Linked DNA regions of Sus scrofa: regions 2, 3 and 4 are each linked to region 1. The links are chromatin contacts, called in public HiChIP or PLAC-seq and promoter capture Hi-C maps. All regions are on one chromosome and are shown on one strand. Each heading gives the region's core, a stretch centred on a gene start, on an enhancer-like site or on the middle of the called end of the contact. The rest is flanking DNA. Distances are from core to core; before and after follow the strand shown.

The links. Promoter capture Hi-C pulls out the DNA fragments that hold promoters and counts their contacts. HiChIP or PLAC-seq counts read pairs in DNA pulled down with a chosen protein or histone mark.
Region 2: an H3K27ac HiChIP or PLAC-seq map of skeletal muscle shows a contact between it and region 1, with 5 times the contacts expected there. The contact joins two enhancer-like sites. A contact is called at or near these places in 2 of 2 datasets of contacts at active chromatin or transcription factors (alveolar macrophages and skeletal muscle).
Region 3: a contact with region 1 is called in a promoter capture Hi-C map of liver, with 4 times the contacts expected there. The contact joins two enhancer-like sites. A contact is called at or near these places in 2 of 5 promoter capture datasets (fetal liver and liver), 20 of 47 Hi-C or Micro-C datasets (alveolar macrophages, blood, embryonic fibroblasts and 11 more) and 2 of 2 datasets of contacts at active chromatin or transcription factors (alveolar macrophages and skeletal muscle).
Region 4: a contact with region 1 is called in an H3K27ac HiChIP or PLAC-seq map of skeletal muscle. The contact joins two enhancer-like sites. A contact is called at or near these places in 4 of 47 Hi-C or Micro-C datasets (blood, embryonic fibroblasts and skeletal muscle) and 2 of 2 datasets of contacts at active chromatin or transcription factors (alveolar macrophages and skeletal muscle).

What each region holds. Positions count from the first base shown.
Region 1 is chr14:32,155,114-32,157,868 of Sscrofa11.1, reverse strand. The region is part of intron 2 of CCDC63 (coiled-coil domain-containing protein 63); the gene reads right to left. Among named protein-coding and RNA genes, the nearest start is that of CCDC63, 16 kb to the right of the region's middle. Within about 2 kb of position 1,333, at least 32 of the 83 cell types and tissues checked have an H3K27ac peak or open chromatin away from gene starts, as enhancers often do. A contact at or near this core is called in alveolar macrophages, liver and skeletal muscle, where this site is marked.
Region 2 is chr14:31,909,431-31,912,185 of Sscrofa11.1, reverse strand. It overlaps PPTC7 (protein phosphatase PTC7 homolog), which reads left to right. Exons shown (of 6, transcript XM_003132884.4): 5 at 897-1,026. Among named protein-coding and RNA genes, the nearest start is that of PPTC7, 36 kb to the left of the region's middle. Within about 2 kb of position 1,340, at least 13 of the 83 cell types and tissues checked have an H3K27ac peak or open chromatin away from gene starts, as enhancers often do. A contact at or near this core is called in skeletal muscle, where this site is marked.
Region 3 is chr14:31,968,365-31,971,119 of Sscrofa11.1, reverse strand. The region is part of intron 1 of TCTN1 (tectonic-1); the gene reads right to left. Among named protein-coding and RNA genes, the nearest start is that of TCTN1, 16 kb to the right of the region's middle. Within about 2 kb of position 1,424, at least 6 of the 83 cell types and tissues checked have an H3K27ac peak or open chromatin away from gene starts, as enhancers often do. A contact at or near this core is called in liver, where this site is marked.
Region 4 is chr14:32,018,173-32,020,927 of Sscrofa11.1, reverse strand. HVCN1 (voltage-gated hydrogen channel 1) reads left to right here. Exons shown (of 8, transcript XM_021074359.1): 5 at 1-41. Among named protein-coding and RNA genes, the nearest start is that of HVCN1, 25 kb to the left of the region's middle. Within about 2 kb of position 1,392, at least 27 of the 83 cell types and tissues checked have an H3K27ac peak or open chromatin away from gene starts, as enhancers often do. A contact at or near this core is called in alveolar macrophages and skeletal muscle, where this site is marked.

The DNA.
Region 1 (2,755 bases), core at 84-2,583:
CTGGGCTTCCAGAGAACCCTGCAGGTGTCTTGGCCCATGGCATACCACCCTTAGTCTGGGGTCTCAAACTCAAGGCCCACAGGGCAAATTCAATCTGCCTTCAGTTCTGTTTAGCAGGCAGTGTTTTAAAATGTGAATATGGGTCAGCTACTCACTCTCCGGGCCCCTCCTCCCTCAATTCCCACATTTCCTGTAACTGCAGGAATTTGAGTATGCAATTCTTAGGTAGAATCTCAAAGCTGCCCACTTGTGTGTGTTGGAAAATGCTAATAAATCCAGAGGTCCAGGTCAGAGAGCACCACGAAAGCGCCTCTTGCTCCTTAGACCTCAGTCTAGCCACTACAGTATCTGGGCACACGGTAAGTTCTTGGCAGAAACGAATATTTAATTAGTTGGGATGGAGGAGGCCAACCCCTCCTCTGCTGCTGCTGAATTTAACAATCTACTCTTAAAAGAAAATCCTGACTCCTGAAGGACTTGGCAGGGCCCCTGAGACAGGCCACTGTGTGGATTATAAATGCCAAGTCTGAGAAAGGAGGCTCCTGTTGAAAAAAAAAGAAAAAAAAAAGCCCAAACAGTCTAACCTGGTAGAACATTAAACATATGTTTAGAACACTAATCATAATCATGCAGGGGTGCAGAAACACCCACAAATTTTTAAAAATTGGGATCGTTAAGGGGGAAATGGAAGTTTGTTGCACTCTCTTGGATTTATCGTACACACTGTAATTTATTTACATTTAATGGAGGGGGACCGCGATATTTTCCAAGTTTAGGGGCAGCTAAATGTCTGAAGGGGTCCGGGATGGGGGCAGCCACCACGCTTTTGCTTTCCCCAGCAGAGGGCGCTGTTGAGCAGCAGGCGCGGCTGCACGGACAGCAAAACCTACCAGAGGGAATTTGCAGGACTGCTCCCACCGAGTGTCCGACCGCTGCCGCAGCTGCCTGTCTGACGGCGCCGGGAGGGGAGTTTGCTGCACGGCTGCGCTGTACCAGCCCCCAGCCCCACGTCTGGGCGTTCTCGGACCCCTGGAACGGGCGCTTTTATGACTCGCACAGACCAGGGCGTTCTTCCCTGGAAGGTTCGGGGAAGCCGTGGGGCCCTTAAGTGGGAACCAGAGCCCCTGATGGGAAAGTTTTGCGGGGGAGGTGGGAGATACACTCCTCAGCGACCCCTCCCTCTCCCGCGATGACCTCTTACCGGACTAGCCGAACCCTCACACCACTAACTTCTCAATTAATTAATTAATTAATTAATCAAAGCTCTCCTTCCCTGACTCGGCTAACTCACGCCCCAATCCAATCGCCTTGCCATTTTCTCTGTCATTTACCCGCATATCCTCGCACCATCTTCTTACTCCCCCTCTCCCACTCACACATACAGCAACCCTGCCGGGTACATGCTTTAACCGCACTAACTCAGAGAAATCCAATTCTCCCTGTTCTGCAAAAAGAACTTGAGACAAATAACCACTGGTGCGGGGCAATTTGTCCAATTTTCTCCTCTGACCATGACTTGGGACACCCAGTCTGACCCAAATCACTTGTGACTCCTAGCGTGAGCCTTTTTCACCGGCCTAACCGAGTTTGATCGTTTAAAGATAAACATGTTTTCATGCAAATGGCCCTGAAACACAAGCCAACCACTTCCTCTGGAGCTAAACTCTAGAAGCAGCTATATTGCTGAAGGGAAATGATTGCTGAAGGGAAATGATTAGAGGTACTGGTTTTCCAGGGTAGTTTTTACCTGAGATTTCCATCTTACCTCCAAACTCTTGAGTGAGTTGTAGCTCAGCCTAGGCTCTCCATTCACTTATCCCTAAACTCTTGAGAGAAGATGTGTTTTAGAACTTACCATGGTTTTGGTTTTGGAAAGATAATGTGGTGCACAGGGAAACATGTTACCCCTGATGTTGTTGGCAGCCATGTTGTAACCATGAGGGAAGTCAGTGGGACAGATATTTTATGAATGGCATTTGGGCAACATGTCAAAATCAAACACCTTAACACTTCTGCAAGGAAGCATATGAATACTAATGAGAAGTAAAATAAAGATTATAAGCAGTCTCATGTCAGGTCTTGATGATTCACACAAAGTGTTTTGGGACAAGTGATACCAACCTCATTTTACAGATGAGGAAACTGAGGGTTGGAGAAATAAAGTGACTTTTGCAGTAAGTGGGAGAGCCAGGTTTTGAACCCTGGGCTGTCTCTAGAGATCCATGCTTTACCATAATCCTGAGTAAAACCACAGCACCAAACCTGAGAAGTTCTTCTGGAAGCTGTTATCTATCATCTCTCCGATATTTAAAGAGCTGCTCTAGCCTTCAACTCCATATATAGCCCAGTGACTCATATATTTCAAGTGTCAACGACTGAAAAATGATTGAGTTCAGTTAGGTTCAGGACTTGTTAAAAATAGGCTTTCCTCAGAAGAATTTACTCTCTCTGCCTTTATGGGCACAGATCTCAGCAGCCTCCACGCAGAGAAGTGCAAGGCTTTTTAAATTAGAACATGCCAGAGTCAATTCTGCTAAAGGGATCTTCAGTTCCATCAGCGGGGCTTGGAGCAGAGAGAGATGCCAGCTTGCCAAAATGATGAGCCAGCGGTGAGAAATGTTGGCAATAGCGAGTCTACAGAATGGAGGAGGAAATTAGAATTGGGCTGCACAAGGGCTGGGCAAAGGCATTTGGCCTCAGACCATGAAATTGACTGTCCAAGTGACTCTTTGAAAACAAGGATCAGAAACCCACC
Region 2 (2,755 bases), core at 91-2,590, 250 kb after region 1:
TATTTTCCTCACCTGTAAAATAGAGGTGAGGTGGAGTGGTACAAAAAGCCCTACGTTACAGGCTTGTGGTGAGGATGAACCAAGACCATGCTTTAGAAATCCTTAGAACCACTGGAGTTCTGTGGTGCAGGGGCTTAAGGATCCGATGTTATCACTTGGGTCACTGCTGTGGCAAGGGTTCAGTCCCTGTCCTGGGAACTTTCCCATGCTGTGGACGCAACCACAAAGAAAAGAAGAGAAATCTTAGCACCATGCCTTGTCTGTGGGGCTCAGTAAAGGTCAGGTGCTTACATGGGCTGCCACTGTGCTCTATGCAGTGACAGAGTGCCCTTATGGAGCTTACTTTCTAGTGGAAGAAGACAGATAATATAGAGAAAGAAAGAATTGATAAATGTTGCTGGTAAATAAGAAGAAAAAATAAAGCAGAGTGAAGGAATAGAGAATAGAGAGGGCTTTTCAGTAGGGCAGCTGACAGCGTTACTTGGAGAGAGCACTGTGCTTGGCCAGAGTGCATCCCCAAGCAAGAAGACTTTTGAGGTCATCCCTAAAGTGCTATCAAAATCCGCCCTTTGAGTCCCATCCCATTTTAGCAAGAATGCCTTAAGAATTTCAAATGGGAAAAAAAAACACATGAAAATCCAAACTTCAGGGGCCAAGGCCATCCTAGTAAAGGACTTTCTGTTTGACATCTTGTGCAGGCGGCACTGGTGGTCTCATTTCCATTTTAGTTGAGGTGTGATGATTCAGTGTCTTCTCTAAATGGAGTAAAACTTAAATGGTGGAAACTATGATAGGTAAATGTTACTGTCTTTAAAAGTGATGTTTGCAAATATACTTGATGCAGAAATCATGTAAGGCATTATGGTAAAAATAACTCCCTCATCTTTCCATTGTAGAATTCAAATTATGAGAGTATACAACAGACAGCAAGAAGCATTGCTGAGCAAGCTCATGAGCTGGCCTATGACCCAAATTATATGTCACCTTTTGCACAGTTTGCATGTGACAACGGATTGAATGTGAGAGGTAAGCATTTTTTAGGAAGGTCATAGGGAATGACTGGGGACACAGAGGATGGGAGCATTATGGGCTGTGGGTGAAGCAAACTACAGCACTGGGGTGAGACTGCCAAGAGGTCCTCTCCCACCTGTGAGCCTGTGGCTTTTAACAAGGTCAGCAGGCCCTAACACTGGAGGACAGAGCAAGTGCATGTCATCATGTCTTCCTCATAGAGGTACCCTTCAGTATTGAACTTCACTGGCCACAGAGGCAGGTGCAACCTGAAGCCCTTTACTGCCGCCAGTGTACTCTTTGGACTTGCGCCCAAAAAGCCTCTGAGCTCCGTCTGGAGGGCCTGAACATTCCTAACAGTTTAAACATTCTGCCCTTCACCAGCCTGACATTTCACTTCTCCCTTCCTCTGGCTTTGTGGGACTCGTTGACAGTATTTGCCTGCCAAATGGCCACAGCAGGTTTTGAAGAGGGAAGCAATGTTAGATTGTCCTTGCCTAAGGAATCCTTCTATCTCCTGAGTGATACATAACTTTGGGAGCAGGCTAGTAGCTCAGTTTTGAAGCTTGGATGACATGTTGATACTAGCATACTAGAACTAGTAGAGTTGGTCAGTTTCTTGCTGGTATAATCTTATGACATGTAAAACATTTCTTAATTGTCCAGGAAATATTAAAATAGAAAAAAAGCACATGCCGTAGCTGTTTGCCAGATTAGAATACAAGACTATTCCTAGTTTCAAAACATTGGATATGTTTGTCCAAATTAGGATTCGAAGCATGTAACTTTGTCATGCAAAAGTAATCTTAGCCACATTTTGTCTTTATTGTGATTGCTATAAACAGAGGATGTTGTGGTGGCCATTTTAACAGAGCTTTTTTTGTAAAGGGGCAGGAAGGGTTTGGGTTTTTTGTTTGTTTTTTGTTTTTTTTCCTAAGGCTGCACTCCAGGCATTTGGAAGTTCCTGGGCTAGGGATAGAATCTGAGCTGCAGCTGCAGCAACGCTGGATCCTTTAACCCACTGTACCGGGCAGGAAATCAAACCCATGCTTTTACAGTGACTGAGACACTGCAGTTGGATTCTTAACCCAGTGTGCCACAATGGGAACTCCAGGGAGTTTGTTTTGAAAGCTTCAGTTAAATTATGTGTGATTTCTCTTTTTATTTTTTATTTTATTTTTTTGTCTTTTTGCCTTTTCTAGGGCCACTTCCGCGGCACATGGAGGTTCCCAGGCTAGGGGTCTAATCGGATCTGTAGCCACTGGCGTACACTAGAGCCCTCATTCGTTAAGTGCTGAGCCATGACGGGAACTCCAAATTATGTGTGATTTCTTGATGTGTTTTGTTTAACTTTTTATCAGGTTTTTGGGTGGGTTTTTTTTGCCTTTCCTACTAGAATATATTGCCAAACCTAGCCTTCCTGAAATGCCAGTATTTGTCTCCTAGTATTTATTTAGGCTTACTTTTTTTTTTTTTTTTTTTTTATCTTTTTAGGGCCACACCCGCGGCATATGGAGGTTCCCAGGCTAGGGGTCAAATCAGAGCTGTAGCCATCAGCCTACACCACAGCCCCAGCAACGCCAGATTCAAGCCACTACTGCAACCTACACCATAGCTCACAGCAATGCCAGATCCTTAACCCACCTAGCGAAGCCAGGGATCCAATCTGCATCCTCATGGATACTCGTCAGATTCGTTTCTACTTAGCCACGACAGGGACTCCCTAGGCTTACATTTTTTATTG
Region 3 (2,755 bases), core at 175-2,674, 190 kb after region 1:
GCCAGGGATCGAACCCACAACCACATGGTTCCTAGTTGGATTCATTTCTGCTGCACCATGACGGGAACTCCTTGATTTACATTTTGATAATAATTAGTAATATCGAGCATCTTTCCTGTGCTCATTGGAGACTTGTATATCTTCTTTGGAGAAATGTCTATTCAGGTTTTTTGCCCTGAATTGGATTTTTATTATTGTGATTGAGATGCAGAAGTTCATTATACATTCTGGATATTAACCCCTCATTGGATATATAATTTGCATTATTTTCTACCATGCCATGCCATAGGTTTTGACTTTTCATTCTGTTGATTGCTCCTTTTGACATACAGCAGTTTTTAAGTTTGGTGTGGTCCCATTTGTCTACTTTTTCTTTTGTTGCCTGTGCTTTTGATGCTATATCCAGAAAATCACTGCCAAAACCAATGTCCTAAAACTTTTCTCCTATGTTTTCTGCTATGTAGTTTAATAGTTTTAATCTATTTTGAGTTAATATTTTAGGTAAGGGTCTAATGTCAAAGTTTTTTGTTTTGTTTTGTTTTCAGGGCTGCACGTGTGATATATGTAAGTTCCCAGGCTAGAGGTGCAGCTGCCAGTCCATGCCACAACCACAGCAATGCTGGATGCAAGCTGCATCTGTGACCTACCCTGCAGCTACTGGCAACACTGGATCCTTAATCCACTGAGGGAGGCTGGGCATTGAAACTGCATCTTCACAGACACTATTATCGGGTTTTCAACCCACTGAGCCACAATGGGAACTCCTAACTTCATCCTTTTAGCATATGGATATCCAGTTTTCCCAACACCATTTGTTGAAGAGACTGTCCTTTCCCCCATCACTCAGTCCTAACACCATTGTTAAAAATAATTTGGCCGGGAGTTCCCGTCATGGTGCAGTGGTTAACGAATCCGACTAGGAACCATGAGGTTGCAGGTTCGGTCCCTGCCCTTGCTCAGTGGGTTAACGATCCGGCGTTGCCGTGAGCTGTGGTGTAGGTCGCAGATGTGGCTCGGATCCCGTGTTGCTGTGGCTCTGGCGTAGGCTGGTGGCTACAGCTCCGATTGGACCCCTAGCCTGGGAACCTCCATATGCCGCGGGAGCGGCCCAAGAAACAGCAAAAAGACAAAAAAAAAAAAAAATAATAATAATAATAATTTGGCCATACATTTGGGAGTTTCAATCCACTCCTTTTTATTGCTAATAAGTATCCTCTAAAGGTTATACCACAATTCCTTTATTCATTCACCAGTTGAAAGAATTTGAGCTTTTCCAGTTTTGGGCAATTACAAATAAAGCCACTATAAACATTCACATCGAGATTTTGTGTGATTTTCATTTCTCTTGGGTACATACCTAGGGGTGAGATTTCTGGGTTGTGTGGTATTTAATTTTACAAGACACTGCTCAACTTTCCCCTAAAGTGGCAGCTGCACATTGTGCATTCCCACCAACAATGTGTGAGATTTGCAGCTGCTCCCCACACTCATGAAAACTTGGTGTGGTCAGTTTTGTTTTATTTCCATTTTTAGCTATTCAAATAATTGTGTGGTGGCATCTCATTGCACTTGTGTTAGTTGGCTTTTAATAGGTTCATTCATCTTGGAATGGCACATGTACATAGCATTTTAACCTTGGGGTACCCCAAATATTTGTTAAATAGTAAATGAAGAAATAAATTCATTTTTTGTAAACAGAGAGCCTCAGAAAATGAAAGTGAGTTGAGGGGCACTGCTCTCTCTTCCCCACTTCTATTTCTGTTTCCGGCTTGTAACATGTTTTCATCCTTCGTGTTGGGTCTGCAGGTAGTTCCGTTTTCACTCACCCTTTCCTGAAAGCCTGTGAGTGAATTCTTGAGACCTAAACCAGCTTTGCTTTGCCCTTGCCATGGGGTCAGGTATTTCTGCCACTGCCTGTTTGACCTTTTGTTCATCCAAATTTGTTGTCAAGAATGTGGAGACCAGAGAAAAGCAAATACAAGATTGGGTAAACCTATGTCAAAAGCACCAGCCTCACACTGTTAAAGCATGTTTTTCAAGCCCCATATCGGAACCCATGGTCTGACAAGTGTGTATGTAGTTATGAAGACAATTTAAAAATTAGAATGTCCTGGAGACATCGGAATTATTGCGGCCATAGTTATGAAAAGTCTGGATGGAACTAACCCTAAATCCAAACCCCCAGAATCCCCATATCTACATTATTATCAATTGATTAGGGGCAAAAAAAAAGATCGTCTGATTAGAAATGATGAAGTTTAATTAGGTTTGTTTGGACAAAGACTCAAAGACTTTTTTTTTTTTTTGTCTTTTTGCTATTTCTTTGGGCCGCTCCCGCGGCATATGGAGGTTCCCAGGCTAGGGGTCCAATCGGAGCTGTAGCCACCAGCCTACGCCAGAGCCACAGCAATGCGGGACCCAAGCCGCACCTGCAACCTACACCACAGCTCACGGCAACGCCGGATCGTTAACCCACTGAGCAAGGGCAGGGACCGAACCCGGAACCTCATGGTTCCTAGTCATATTCATTAACCACTGCGCCACGACAGGAACTCCTCAAAGACTTTTTAATACAGATCACTTGTGAGCCTCTTAAAACAAATAATCAAAGTCTGTCCAAATAAAATCCAGCTGCAGGTTCTCCCTCAGAGGGCAGTTGCTTACTACAGTGGGATAATAAAGGGTCAGTCATATTTTAATTTCTGCCCCCTCTTAACATGAATCAACCTAAAAATTCCCTTTTAAAATGTTTTCT
Region 4 (2,755 bases), core at 143-2,642, 140 kb after region 1:
GGAGCACTTTGAGGAAGCTCTTCAGCGCCCACAGGTTTCAGGTAGGTGGGCGGGCAGAGGCCCAAGGTGCCCAGGGTGGGGCAGAGCTGGCAGCAAGAGTCACGAGGGCAGGGTGGGGGCCCATCTCTGGCAACAGCTCATTCCATTCTGTGGACCACGTGCCCCATCCAGCACTGGGTACACCAGGCAGGTCCAGTGCTATCAGGGGTAAAATAAATCCTGATACCAAAGTCAGGGTACATCCACTGACAGATGGCTACACAGAATGTGACCTATCCATCCTCAGCTGGAAAAAGGAGTGAAGCACTGACACAGGCCACAACGTGGATGAACCTTGACCACATGATACTCAGTGGAAGAACCCGGACACATAGGCCCCATATCTTATAATTCCATTTATATGCAGTGTCTAGAATAACATAAATCCAGAGACAGCAAGATTGGAGGGAGGGAGGAAGTGGGAGTGACTGCTTCTTGGATACGAGTCTCCATTTGGGGTAATGAAAATGTTCTGAAACTAGACAGAGGTCATGGTTGCACATGCTCGGGAATGTGCTTGATGCCTCTGAACTTTATGCCAACTGTAAAATAGCTAAAATGGTAGGTTTATGCGTGATTGACCACACGCACACAAGGTAAATTAAAGGGTTAACACTGGGGGCAGATAAAACATTCCCACATTCCTTCAGCAAACATGGAAGGCTGGCCCTGGGTTGAGCAAGGCCATGAGGGTCCCATGCCTCACAAACTCATTGCCACTGGGGTCGGGAGGCAGTTTCTTCACTTGTGAAGTGATGCCAAAGATACCTGCCTGGCTCGACCCACCACCCACCTCCAGGTGTGGTTACGGGGAGAGCCTGGGAGGAAAACACGGGCTGCAGAGAAGAGCAAAGGGAAAGGAACTTGTTACAGGGTTCAGGGCTGTCCTGACGTCTTCCAACTATGAAGGACAAGTGCGGGTGGGGTCCAGCCCCAAGAGAAGCAAGCAGGTGTCTGGAAGCACATTCCGGGTCCCAGGAGAAAGCAGGGGGCTCAGGAGCCTCATGACGCACACAGCTCCTTGTCAGCCCTGTCCCTGAACAGAGCCATTTGGGGCTCTTGCTTCAGGCATTCCCCTCAACCGCAGTAATCCAACCCCTCCCTAAAGCCAAAGTTCTTTCTGGAGGCAGAGAGAAACAGCCCTCATCTCTCCCATCACGGACTTCATTCCAGGGTAAAATAGAAAAGGAAGTGATTTGGGTCTTTTTTTTTTTCCACTCTCATGTGGCTTAGAGAAAAAAGCAGGCCAGACAGCCCAGCACTGCTGGCAGCTCAGCGCTTCCCTCTGTGGCTCTGACGGGAGAGGAAACATGGTATTAAGTTGTTGGGGTTGAAATCCCAAACCCTCAATTCCGGGAGCAGAAGGAAGGAGCCAGCTTCCTTCCAGCTGCCAGGGGGAGTCCTTGCGCGGTCCCTCCTCTCCTAACTGGGCCACGTGGCTCAGGGGGAAGCAGAGTAGAGCTGTTTATTCATTCTCCCAACAGTCAGATCTTAGCACCTGCGGTGCACGGGGCCTACAGCAGCCAGCGGAATGGGTGCGTCCCTCCCTTGCTCAATGCTCTGCAGAGGCGGGCGGTTGTAAGTGGAGGGAAGCCTCTGCAGGGACACTAAAGGGGGCACTGAGAGGCCCTGGGAGTGGGGGAGACCTGATCTAGGACATGTGACGACAGTGGAGGTGACATCTCACCTGACACCTGAAGGTCGGGCAGAGGTGAGCTCTGTGGGTGGCAGGGGAGGAGCCTCCCAGGCTGAGGGAGGAAAGGGTCTTCAGCATTCGAGGAGCTGAGAAGGGTCTGCAAGGCTTGTGTGTATCCCCTGGAAGGATGGGGGCAACAGGACCAGATTTGTAGAGGGGCTCAGAGTGGAAGCAGGGAGGCCACCTTGGAGGAGGAGATAAGGATTCAAGGGTTTGATCTCTGCCAATAGAACCGTGTATAAGGAGATTCTGGAATCCCTTTCTTGGACGCAGTCTCCTCCTGTTCCTATGGTTTGAGGTGGTCTCAGTGACATGATATATAGTTAACTGTTGTCACTCCTAACACAGGGGAGAGAATTCGGGGTGAGTCAGGCGTCCATGGAAACCACGGATGGACAGGGAAGCTGGGCCAGGGGAGGGTGGCCTGGAAAGTCAGGTGTGTCCCTTTTATTATCTGCTCACTCAGGCTGGGCCCTCAGCTCACACATGATGTCATGCACTGCTCCCATTGTCACTCTGGGGTGGAAAAGGAAGCTACGGCCAAGGTCCAGGCTAACGGGTGAGCTAGAGCCGCCCCACAGCCCATGCTCTGCTCCACTGCGTTCTGCCAGGCATGCCCGTCTTCCAGGTGAGGATTTGGAATTAACTGGCTTTCCCAAGTTCTTAGCATTTTTCTTTGTGACGTGGCTCTCCTGGAACTACAAGGGCCTTGTGAACTGGCAAATTTGGGGCCTTAGGGGTTCATAGAGGCTGGGGCCGGGACTCAGGCATTGTAGTTTTGGGACCTTGGGTCTGTCTCTCTCTCACTTTTTAAAATTGAGGTGAAGAGTTCCCACTGCGGTGCAGTGGGATCAGCAGCATCTCTGCAGGCTAGGATGTGGGTTCGATCCCTGCCTGGAACAGTGAGTAGGGTTAAGGATCCTGCAGTTGTTGCAACTGTGGTTTGGATCCGATCCCTTTCTGAGGAATTCCATATGCCTTGGGGCAGCCAAAAAAGAAAAAAAAAAAATTGAGGTGAGA